2 separate regions of the Sus scrofa genome follow, and region 1 is linked to region 2. A link is a contact called in public Hi-C data. All regions are on one chromosome and are shown on one strand. Each heading gives the region's core, a stretch centred on a gene start, on an enhancer-like site or on the middle of the called end of the contact. The rest is flanking DNA. Distances are from core to core; before and after follow the strand shown.

Region 1 (5,247 bases), core at 1,635-4,134, 240 kb after region 2:
TGCTTATCTGGATTCAAGGTGATCTGCCACTGACCTATATGTATGCAGTTCTCCTCACTGAAGAGTTCTCAACCCAGCTTGTTAGGATTAATTTAGGAGAAATATTTAGAGAAGGTGAAATGCAGCCTGATGACCTCATGGAAGGCACAAGGCAGTAAAGGATAATAGTATGCTGTGGGACTTAATCATGGGGTCACTGCACACCATGTACAAAACAGGCCATGATGGGCTTATGTTACAAGAGACAATCTAGGGTTTTAGGAAGCATACCTGGGTTGGACTTCATGGTCTCAATAATCATATCTGTCATTTCTCGACGGCCAAGATGCTGATGTATGAGTGCTGCTTTCTCTCCTGGTGACTTTCCTTCTAAACAGGCTACAGCTGAAGCTAGTGTCTTCTTTTTGATCTCCTCATCAGACATTTCCCCCACTAAAGAATACGTGAATGATTAATACCTGATAATAAAACAAGTTCCTCTCCACTCTCAATGTATCCATCTGTAGGTTTCCCTTTTAGGTTTGCTGCCCTCCCCCAAGACTGAAAGACGCCTTCACAGTGTCCATCTCACTCACCTCTGGGGCTCCTTCAGTGCCTGACAGTCAATATATGCCCAGTGCAATCAGCACAGAAAAGCAGGGGTGTTCTATTGAAAACCATGCACTTTATTCTTTATTTTATTTATTTATTTTTGGCCGCACCCGCAGCATATGGAAGTTTCCAGGCCAGGGATTGAATGTGAGCCACAACTGCGGAAAATAACCTGCTGTGGCACACCAGGAATTCTGAAAGCCGTACACTTTAAAGCAGATGAACTAGATGGGAGCTTTGATGGTGATTATGATCAGGTGAACCAACATTTTAATAACACCTGTAGAGTGAAACTGTTAATTGAGCCTTAAATGAAGGCATCAAGTCCACTAATAAACTTTGAAAAACGTTTAGGGGTAGTCTTCTGAAATACCCTGAGTTAGTCTTATGCCATCATACCCTGAAAATTTGTGATCATTGTCTTAAATCACTGAAACACACAAATATGGAGAAGGAATTCAGAGACCTGACTGATATACTCTTAGTATAAGCTTTAATAGAGCAGAGACCAGGGCTGTTTCGCCCACCACTGTATCCCCTGAACTTTACACCTCAGTGCCCAGAACACACTGGAAGCTCTTTAAATATTTGCTGATTAAATTGATCAATGACTCATGACTGACCCATGTATAAGTATTTATGTGGCCCATGTCAATTTAGTTGACTTTCAGAAATCAGTAGCCAATTAAATCATATTGAATTTTTAATTTGCAGCCCCAAAATTCACATACTCAGGGAAGTTTCCAACAACCATCCCTAGCAGCCCCAGTCCCCTTCCCTAGACCAAAGAGATCCTCTTGTAATAGTTTACCAAACTCTTCCTTTCCTTCACCACAGTTGCCACAGCTGTAATTCTACATTTATTCTCTATTTAATTCATCCGTCTCTATGAACTGTACTGAACTGCTAGTGCCTTAAAGCAAGGACCACGTCTTTCTGAACACATTAAAGCTCCAAGAGGAGTTCCTGCCGTGGCTCAGTGGTTAACGAATCCAACTAGAAACCAGGAGATTGCGGGTTCGATCCCTGGCCTTGCTCAGTGGGTTAAGGATCCAGCGTTGCCCTGAGCTGTGGTGTAGGTCGCAGACGCGGCTTGGATCCCCCACTGCTGTGGTCCTGGCGTAGGCCAGTGGCTACAGCTCTGATTCGACCCCTAGCCTGGGAATCTCCATATGCCGCAGTTTCGGCCCTAGAAAAAGATCAAAAAAAAAAAAAAAGCTCCAAGTGACAGTGAGGATTCAAAAAGTATTTCTTGAATGAATGTTGCTGTTGTCGGGTAATTGTTGGAGTCTCAAAGGGGTCATACTTGCATGCTCCACTGAAGAGGACGTATGGCTGGTAATGAAGAGCTGAGACTGTCAAGCCCAGCTGAGTAAGAATACCAGTTTTGCCACTTACACATGATTGCAGGCAAGACTCTCAGTCCCTGGGCTTCAGTTTTCCAGTCTGTAAAAGGGTCATATACTCATCTAACCGATAGGATTTTACGAAGATAATTGGAAAAAAAAAACAAAAAAAACAACAGTACACACGACGTGTTTAGCATAGTGCTGAGATTAGAAAATGTATACATTTTGGTTGTAATTATTACTATTGCTACAAAGAGCCTCAATGGGTATTTTTCTAAAGCAGAACGATTTAACTAAATTAGCGGCCTTCAGTGTCGCTGGGTACCCAATCCTTGCTTCACAAAGCCTAGAAGAAATCCACTCACACGACTTGGCTCTAACCCAGGGCGGAGAGAGAAGCGCCAAATACAAACAGAGGCCCGGTGGGGAGGCACAAGGAAGGAGGGACCGGGTAAGGCTTCTGGGAGATGACTTCTGGGAAGACCTCCTGAGGGCGGATGGAACGAGGGGGATGCCAACCGCTTCTCGGCTTCCTGCTGGAACGAAAACCTTTTCCGCGGCCCTTCCCCGGACCCAGACTCTGAGAGAGCGACCCCCGAGGGCCCGGCGAGGGCTGCGGGGGAGACGGCGAGGCTGCGAACTCACCCGCGGCGCTGAAGCTGAAGCCGGCGGGGACCGGCGAGTGTTCTGCGAGCTCCAGGCGAATGACAACCAGTGACACACTCATAGGGCAGGCGCTGGCCGGCGCGGGCCCCGGCGGGCTCAGGCGAGGCTGGGAGATGAGCCGAGAGGCCGAGCGGCCGGGTGCGGGAAGCGCCGCCACGGCTCAGAGCCTCTGCCGCCACCTCAGCAGCAGCACCAGCAGCTCCGTGGGCAACCCCCGGAGCAACAACAACCTTCACTTCCGCCTCCCGGCTGCCGTCGCTGACCCCTTGAGGTTAGGCATGCGCGTACCACAGCGCGCTCTGATTGGGTGAAGTGGCCTACACGTGACTGGCGTGAGCCTCGCGGTGGTAAACCTGGGCCCTTCTCGACGGGATCTCGTAGAGGTCGTGGAAGAGGCCCGTCTGGAGGATCACCGGTCCTCGTTAGGCAGGTCGGTGGGTTTGCGCCCAGGCCCGAGAGGCCTTGCTTTCAGCCCCGCTCAATTGACGGCAAAAGGTCTCTCTGGTTCCCCTCAAGTTCTCAGAATAGTCTGAGGAACCCGCGCCTTGCTGAGAGCTCTTGCTTCTTTTTACAGTGTTTGACCTCTCGCCCTAGCTTTAGGCTGAGTTGCTTTGTGTCAGTGACACTTTACAGATAGGTGCGCTGAGGCTCAGAGAAGTGAAGCCACTTCTCTGAGGGCTCACGGGGAGTCGGAACTCGATGGCAGTGGTTCTGATTCTGTTAAAGTAGGGTGGTGGGCTGGTTAAGAGCCCAGTACTAGAGATACATCTGGGTCCCACTTCACAAGTGGTTACTGAGAGCCTAGGTTGGGGTGGTGGGGATGCATTGGTGAATAAGGTAAACACCCAGTTCCTGTTCTTATGCAGTAGATTTTGGTCACCAGTTTTGTGAACTTGAGTTAGGTTTTGCGTAAAATTGGAATAATCTTATATAGCTGTGAGAGTGAAAGGAGTAGAGCCTGCAGCTCTATTTACATCAGTTTTTATGAGTCAGCATCCTTTCCAGTACCTCAGACTCCCTTTAGCATGTAGACATGGAAAGCCACAATCAATCCATATACCGTGTATGTGTGCTAGGATGCTGTTATAGGCATATGCTATTGGGACATGTAAGATGTGTCATAGCACATCGTGGACACGTGTGAGTGTGTGGACTGTCAATGCATATAACAGGACCAAGTGATATTTATAGCTTGATATTACTGCATCCTATGAAATAGTTTCATTACACTCTTTATATGAGGGTTTCTCACCTTATGCACTATTAACATTTTGGGCTCTGATAATTCTTTGGAGGGAGTGTACATCCTGAGCTTTGTAAGATATTTAGCAGCATCCCTGGCCTAATCCACTAGATACCAGTAGCACCTCCCAAGTGGTGACAACCAAAAATATCTCTAGATACTCCCAAATGTCCCCTTGGGGCCAAAATTGCCCCATTGTCAATCACTGATTTATGTGAAACTCCATATGCCATATGCACATATTATGTGTATATAACACATGAGACGTCATGTGAACTTTTTTGTAGTATATTGTAATAATAGAAAACATTTAATGGTGTACCAGGAACTAACTTGAGTGCTTTACATGCTTTATTTTATGTAATAGTAGCAACAGTTTCATGATTCAGGAACTATAATTATTCCCATTTTAGGGAGGAGGAACCTGAGGCCTGGAGAATAATTTGCTCAGGAACTCACACTCAGCACTTGTCAGAACTAGACTTTGAACCCATGCAGTCTGAGTTTAGAGCCAACACTCAACCTCTACTAAACCATTTATTTATTTATTTATTTATTTATTTTTGTCTTTTTGCTATTTCTTTGGGCCGCTCCCGGGGCATATGGAGGTTCCCAGGCTAGGGGTCAAATCGGAGCTGTAGCCACCGGCCTACGCCAGAGCCACAGCAACGTGGGATCCGAGCCGCGTCTGCAACCTACACCACAGCTCACGGCAACGCCGGATCATTAACCCACTGAGCAAGGGCAGGGACCGAACCTGCAACCTCATGGTTCCTAGTCGGATTCGTTAACCACTGCGCCACGACAGGAACTCCCATTTATTTATTTTTTATTTTTATTTTTTGCTATTTAGGGCCACGCTTGCGGCATATGGAAGTTCCCAGGCTGGGGGTTGAATTGGAGCTACAGCTGCCAGCCTACACCACAGCCACAGCAACGCCAGACCCAGGCTGTGGCTGCATCTGCAACCTACACTACAACTCACAACAATGCCAGATCCTTAACCCACTGAGCGGGGCCAGAGATCGAACCTGAATCTTCATGGATATTAGTTGGGTTTGTTTCTGTTGAACCACAACGGGAACTCCTAAACCATCTCTTTAATATGTGACAACATACCCTGTGTGTTCATATTTATAAAAACATAATTTAGGTAGCAAATCCCCATTAAAATACTGATCTCATTCTGAGAGGCAAGAAGACAAATGTTCTTTATAATAACGAAGGAATGATCATTGTATAACTATAAATGTAATAAATTCATTGAGTAATAAAAAAAATTTAAAAAAATACAGAAGGAAAATGCCAGTTCCAGAGAACTAGAATTATTAGCTAGAGATAGGCAAATTGGGCTTGTTACACTGTCAACCACTATGCTTGTCTCCTGCTTTCCCCTAT
Region 2 (5,848 bases), core at 1,726-4,225:
ATGCAGCATGTGCTCAGTTAATGTTTGTTCCCCAACCTGGGCAGTGCCTCACTGAAGACCTGGAGGAATGAGGTAGGGGTAGTGGCTTTCCTGGGAGCAGCTGGCCACAATGGGGCTGACCCAGGGTGGACAAGGCAATTGCTCCCAGCCAGTCCACCTCATCTCACTTGCCTACGCAGTCAAGAAAGGCTTTCTGGATGAGGCAACGTGAGCTGTGATTTAGGCTGATTATCAGCCTGTCCTGACCTAGCAGCTGGGCCAAGGCCACAACTCTAAAGACTCAGAGTGTTTAATCCCTGCCCTGCCTCTCTGAGCTGTGTGACTTCCGGCATGGGCTTCCCCTCTCTGAGCCTCAGTTTCTTTCTCTGCAAAATGGGAGGGATTCTTCCCCAACCCCCAACAACTCCCAGATGGACCCCACTTCTCACAGAAACCACTCACCCAACTTGCCCCATTTCCCTCCTACCTCTCAGGCCACTGCTCACTTCCCTGCCCTCTGCCCAGTTCTGGTTTCAGCTTGCTCTTCTCTGGATTCAAATGTCAGCTCTGCAGTGTCCAGGCTGTGTGACCCCAGGCAAGCTTTAAGCCTCTATGGGCCTCTGTTTCCACATCTGTAAAATGGGATCATAATAGCATCTAAGTAGGGGTTGCTGTGAAGACAGTGACTACGTCCTGAGCACAGTGCCAGCATGGTACATGGCTGATGACGTTCTTCTCAGCCTCCAAATGTTCCCCTCAGTGCTTTGTCTCAGCAAAAGGCCCTTGGTTTCCTGCCACCTCCACATTGGCTCACTTGTCAAGCCTGCTCCAACCTCTTCCAAATCAGCAGCCTAACCTCTGCTCATGGCCACGTCCCATTCTAGGCCCCCATCATAGCTCGCCCGGACAGCTACAGTAGCCTCTTCACCAGTCTCCCTGCCTCCACCCTTGCCCCTCCTTTTGTCCATGTTCTTCAGGGTAAGATCATAACGCCTTCCTAGGCACCTCCCCTGCCCCCACAGAGGATCCATTCCTCACAGAGGGATCCTATTAAAACTAAACCAAATCATACCCTCTCTCCAACTCTAAAACCTCCCATGGCTCCCTACTTCTCTCAGCATAAAATTCATTCTTCCCCCCTGAATTCCAACTGCCCTTGCTCTCTCGCTTTCCCCTTTACTCACTTGTCTCTAGCCACCCTGGTCTCCCTGCTATTCCTCAAACACACCAGACATATTCCCACCTCAGGGCCTTTGCCCTGGCTATTCCCTCTGCCTAGAATGCCTTTCCCATATCTCATGTGGCCAACTCCTCATCCTTCAGTTTCAGCTTGACTATCACCTCCTCAAGAAGGCGCCCCCCAGTCACTGCCTGAAATCACCTGGGTCATTTTTGCCTGTTCTAGGAGGGCAGGGTTCTTTGTCTGAATTCTAGTGCCTAGCATGTAGTTGGTGCTCAAATACCTGTAGAACGAATCGAAAGGTTGTCTACTTAAATCTCTCAGCAGGCCCATGAGAAGTCATTCCCCATCCCACATTCATAGATGTGGAAACTGAGACAAAGAGAGCTAAGCAACTTACCCGAAGGTACAATTCTGTGCCTAGAATTGCATGCTGTGGGCAACCAGCCCAAAGGAACTGTTCTTGGAGCCTCACCACCTCTTAAGGCCAAAGGAAAAGCAATTTCCCTCATACTCAGCAGCTCCCCTTCTACCACCCCCACCACCTGGAGCCCAAAGTCACCAGCCAGCACAGGACCCCTCTGCCGATGGCCCTGGTTCCTCCTGCCCAACAAGAAAGGCGGGGAAGGCAGGAGGCAGCAGGGACACAGGCTCCAGCCTCTGGGAGGGCCTGGCAAGCTGGCTTATCTCCCTGTGCTCATACAGTTTTCCAAGAAGTTCAGAGTCCGCTGTGAGCACTGCTGCTGATTCAACAGTCCCTGGCCAGGCAGGAAGCTGGAGGGGACCGACCCAGCCCCTCTCTGATCCCAGGGCTAAGTTCTTGCCTCTGCCAGTCCAGGCTAGAGGACCTTGAGAACACAGCCTCATCTATAAAGTGAGAATATTAATATCCACCCCTCTTGGAATTGAATAAATTAGTCCTGAAGAGCCATCTTGCAAAATGCTGAGCAGGTAGTAAACATTCAGTCAAGGAATTGTCCAAAAGAAAATAATTAGCTCCAGGCCTCCAGGGATACAGACTGCCTAGAACTGAGGCATGGCATTTTGATGCTCATTTCAAGGAAAGAAGCCAAAACCACTGGGCCTGGGATTGGATCCAGCTGCCACAAGTGTCCCCTAGCAGTGGGCATGTTAGAGAGGGTGTGGCAGGTATGGCTGGAAAACGTGTTGAGAACCCCGAAGAGCTCCTGCGCAGCACTGCCTTGGGCAGCGGCCACAAGCACTCCAGGTAGGACGGCCATCCCAGGCCATTGCTCCTAGCTGCTCTCTCTCCTTTTGTACGTGGTGTGTTCCTTAAAGGACAGCCAGAGTCCTAAATGGGGTGGTCAACGCCAGAATGTAGGAGTCAAGTGGAGCTCTCCTCCCCAGAGTTCCCCCAGAGGTCTCTTATTGGGCAGGAGAGTCATCAGCCAAGTTTGCCCCCTGCAGCTGGGGTCCCTGATGGGCAAATTACCACTGGCGTGGAACTGCAAATGGACAGATCCCCAGCAGAGGTCTCCCCAGAAGGCCGGAGGACCCCGAGGCCCACGGCGGCCCGAGCCCGGTCCCGCGTCCCCTCTCAGGTCCGCCCGAAAGCTCTCACCCCACCCCCACTACGCCAGGCTGGCCTTACCTCGCGGCGCGGCCTAGGGCGACGGCGACGGCCGGACTAGAGGCGCGGAGCCAGGGGACCGCCCGGCCATGGTCTGGGACTTGCTCGGTGGCCGCAGCCGCGGTGGCGCTTTGTTTCCCGGGCGGCCGAGCCGGCGCAGCCGCGGGAGAGCGGGGATCCGACCGAAGGAGGCGGAGGCAGCCGGACAGTCCGCGACCCACCGACGCGCCTCTTTAACCCTTCCCAACCCGCGGGTGCTGGGTCGGCCGCGAGTTCGTCCCCTACTCCCGGATTGGCCAGCCCAGATCCGGCGCACCCCCTGGATTCGCCACGCCCCTGTGGGACCGCCCCTGAAACCACTCTTAAAGGAACCGCAACTGGCTCAGGAATGCCCTGTTGGAAGAAAGGTTGGATCCCTGAGACACAACACGCTTCCAGGGTAGATATAGGGGGCGGATTCGTCCAGAAAAAGCATCGGGGTCCTGGGCGTGACCATTCGCTGAAGCCCTAGCCTTGAGTTCGAGCTCCTCCCTGGCTAGGGTTGCCAGATATAGCAAATTTAACACCAGCTCAATTTTAAATATAACTGCCAAAAACGTGTGATTTATTGAAAAAAGCTGATTACGGGACATTTCGGGCATCACGGCAAAGTCAACATAGGACTCTTCTATATGAACAGGATGCCTTGCAACCCTACCCCCGGCCCGAGGTGAAGAGGGAAATTTCTGGAGTTGGGCAGGGTTGGGCTCAAGTCCCAGTAAGCCTTTTAGTCACTGTGAGGCCTTAGAAAAATCAATCCATTTTTCTAGCCCTGTTTCCTTATCTTTCAAATAGAGACAACCATGGTATATAAAGGGCATGGCACACAGTAGATGCTATTAATAAATAGGGATTTTTATTCTTTTTGTTCCATCCAAAATAACACAGTTCTATCTCTCTAGAGCTGTCTTTGTTTGCTGCTCTTGCAGCCTTCCTTCTGGGACTCAGTTACTGTTCAGCCCTGGCCTGAAAGCAGGAGAGAAACAGGACAGACCAGCATCATCTATTCATTCTACAGTCCCTCACTAAGCACCTGTGTAAGACTGAGTTGGTCAACAAACAATTGAGATATAGAAGTGATTCTTGCTAGGAAGACTATAAGCCACAGGAGTAGGAAAGAAAGACTGGGAGTACAATTTTAGACAAGGTGGTCAGGGAAACTGCTCTAAGGAGCAGAGACTTCAAAGAAGTGAAGGAGGGAGCCATGTAGATATCCGAAGGAAGGGTGTCCCATGCAGAGGGAAGAGCAAGGGCAAAGGTCCTGAGGTGGGACCACACGAGCATGTCTGTAAAACGGAAGGGGCCAGTGGGGCTGGAGCCAAGTGAGCAAAGGGAATAATAGTAGGAAATGAGGTTAGAGAATATTGGCAAAGCCAGGTTACTCAGGGTCTTGTGTGTCATGGCAAAGATTTTGCTTTTTCTCTGGAAGGAATGGGAGCCATGGGAGGGTTTTGAGCAGAGGAGGGACATGCTATCTTAGGTTCGACATGGTTCCTGGCTGTAAGAAGCAAGGGTAGAACCCAGGAGACCAGGGAGGAGGCTGTTGCAGTAGGCAAGTGATGATGAATGATGTATGTGATGATGGTGGCTTCGAGCAGAGTGGAGGCAGTGGAGGTGGAGGGAAGTGGTTGAATTTGAGAGCCTGCCTGATAGTGAAGACCCCTGACTATGGAAAGAGAGAGAGATATGACGTATCTGATATCAGTTGAGCCTGTGGATCCAGCTGTACCTGATGGTGCCATAATTTCTTTTTTTCTTTTGTCTTTTTTTTTTTTTTTTTTTTTTTGTCTTTTTTTAGCTATTTCTTGGGCCACTCCCATGGCATATGGAGGTTCCCAGGCTAGGGGTCGAATCAGAGCTGTAGCCACCGGCCTACGCCAGAGCCACAGCAACATGGAATCCGAGCCGCGTCTGCAACCTACACCACAGCTCACGGCAACGCCGAATCATTAACCCACTGAGCAAGGGCAGGGATCAAACCCGCAACCTCATGGTTCCTAGTCGGATTCGTTAACCACTGTGCCACAATGGGAACTCCATGATGGTGCCATAATTTCTTGAACAGGAAAGGCAAACTGGAATTTCCCCAAATCTAGATGTTCACCAAATAAGGAAAATGCCAGGCATATGAACATTTGGGTCTTGGCATGGGGAATATCTGCCAGAGATTCTGTGAGTCTTAACTCTCAGAGCCCCTTATGTTGGAGTCAAGGGTTGGCATGGATGAAAAAGGCAGAAATGTGAAAGCAAGAGCATGGCATCTTTTTGTTGTTGTTGTAGGGGGTCCTTACATTTATTTTTTTAAATGAGGTGAAACTCCCACAGAAAATAAGCATTTTAGGGAGTTCTTGTCATGGGTTTGGTTGTTAATGAAGCTGACTAGTATCCATGAGGATGCGGGTTCAATCCCAGGCCTTGCACAGTGAATTAAGGATTTGGCATTACTGTGAGCTGTGGTGTAGGCCGGCAACTATAGCTTCAATTCGACCCTAGCCTGGGAATCTCTATATTCCACAGGTGTGGCCCTAAAAAGACAAAAAAGACCAAAAGAAAAGAAGCATTTTAGGAGTCCTCTGGTGACTCAGCAGGTTAAGGATCCAGCGTTGTCATGGTTGTGGCTCAGGTCACTATTGTGGTATGGATTCAGTTCCTGGCCTGGGAACTTCCTCGTGCTTTAAGCATGGCCAAAAATAATTTTTTTTTAATATGCCTTTTTTTTTTTTTTTTTTTTCCCTTTGGGCTGCACTTATGGGGTATGGAAGTTCCCAGGCTAGGGGTCAAATCAGAGCTACAGCTGCCAGCCTAAGCCACAGCCAGAACCATAGCAACGCGGGATCCAAGCTGCGTCTGAAAACTACACCCCAGCTCAGGGCAACGCAGGATCCCTGACCTGCTGAGCGAGGCCAGGGATCTCACATCCTCATGGATACTAGTTGGATTTGTTTACACTGTGCCACAATGGGAACTCCCAAAATTAAGCATTTTAAAGTGAACATAACGTATAACATGGTGACTAGTTGATAGCACTGTATTGTATGATTGAAATTTGCTGATAGAGT

Evidence for each region. A called contact is a pair of places that touch in the nucleus more often than the background predicts.
Region 1: a Hi-C map of liver shows a contact between it and region 2, with 3 times the contacts expected there. The contact joins the promoter of ACAD10 here to the promoter of FAM109A in region 2. A contact is called at or near these places in 3 of 5 promoter capture datasets (fetal liver, fetal skeletal muscle and liver), 10 of 47 Hi-C or Micro-C datasets (embryonic fibroblasts, epiblast stem cells, heart right ventricle and 6 more) and 1 of 2 datasets of contacts at active chromatin or transcription factors (skeletal muscle).

The regions. Positions count from the first base shown.
Region 1 is chr14:32,838,979-32,844,225 of Sscrofa11.1, forward strand. ACAD10 (acyl-CoA dehydrogenase family member 10) reads left to right here and starts at 2,885. Exons shown (of 20, transcript XR_002338858.1): 1 at 2,885-3,036. BRAP (BRCA1-associated protein) reads right to left here and starts at 2,906. Exons shown (of 12, transcript XM_021073840.1): 1 at 2,586-2,906; 2 at 271-432. The coding sequence starts at 2,667.
Region 2 is chr14:32,597,733-32,603,580 of Sscrofa11.1, forward strand. It overlaps FAM109A (sesquipedalian-1), which reads right to left and starts at 2,976. Exons shown (of 3, transcript XM_013982887.2): 1 at 2,772-2,976.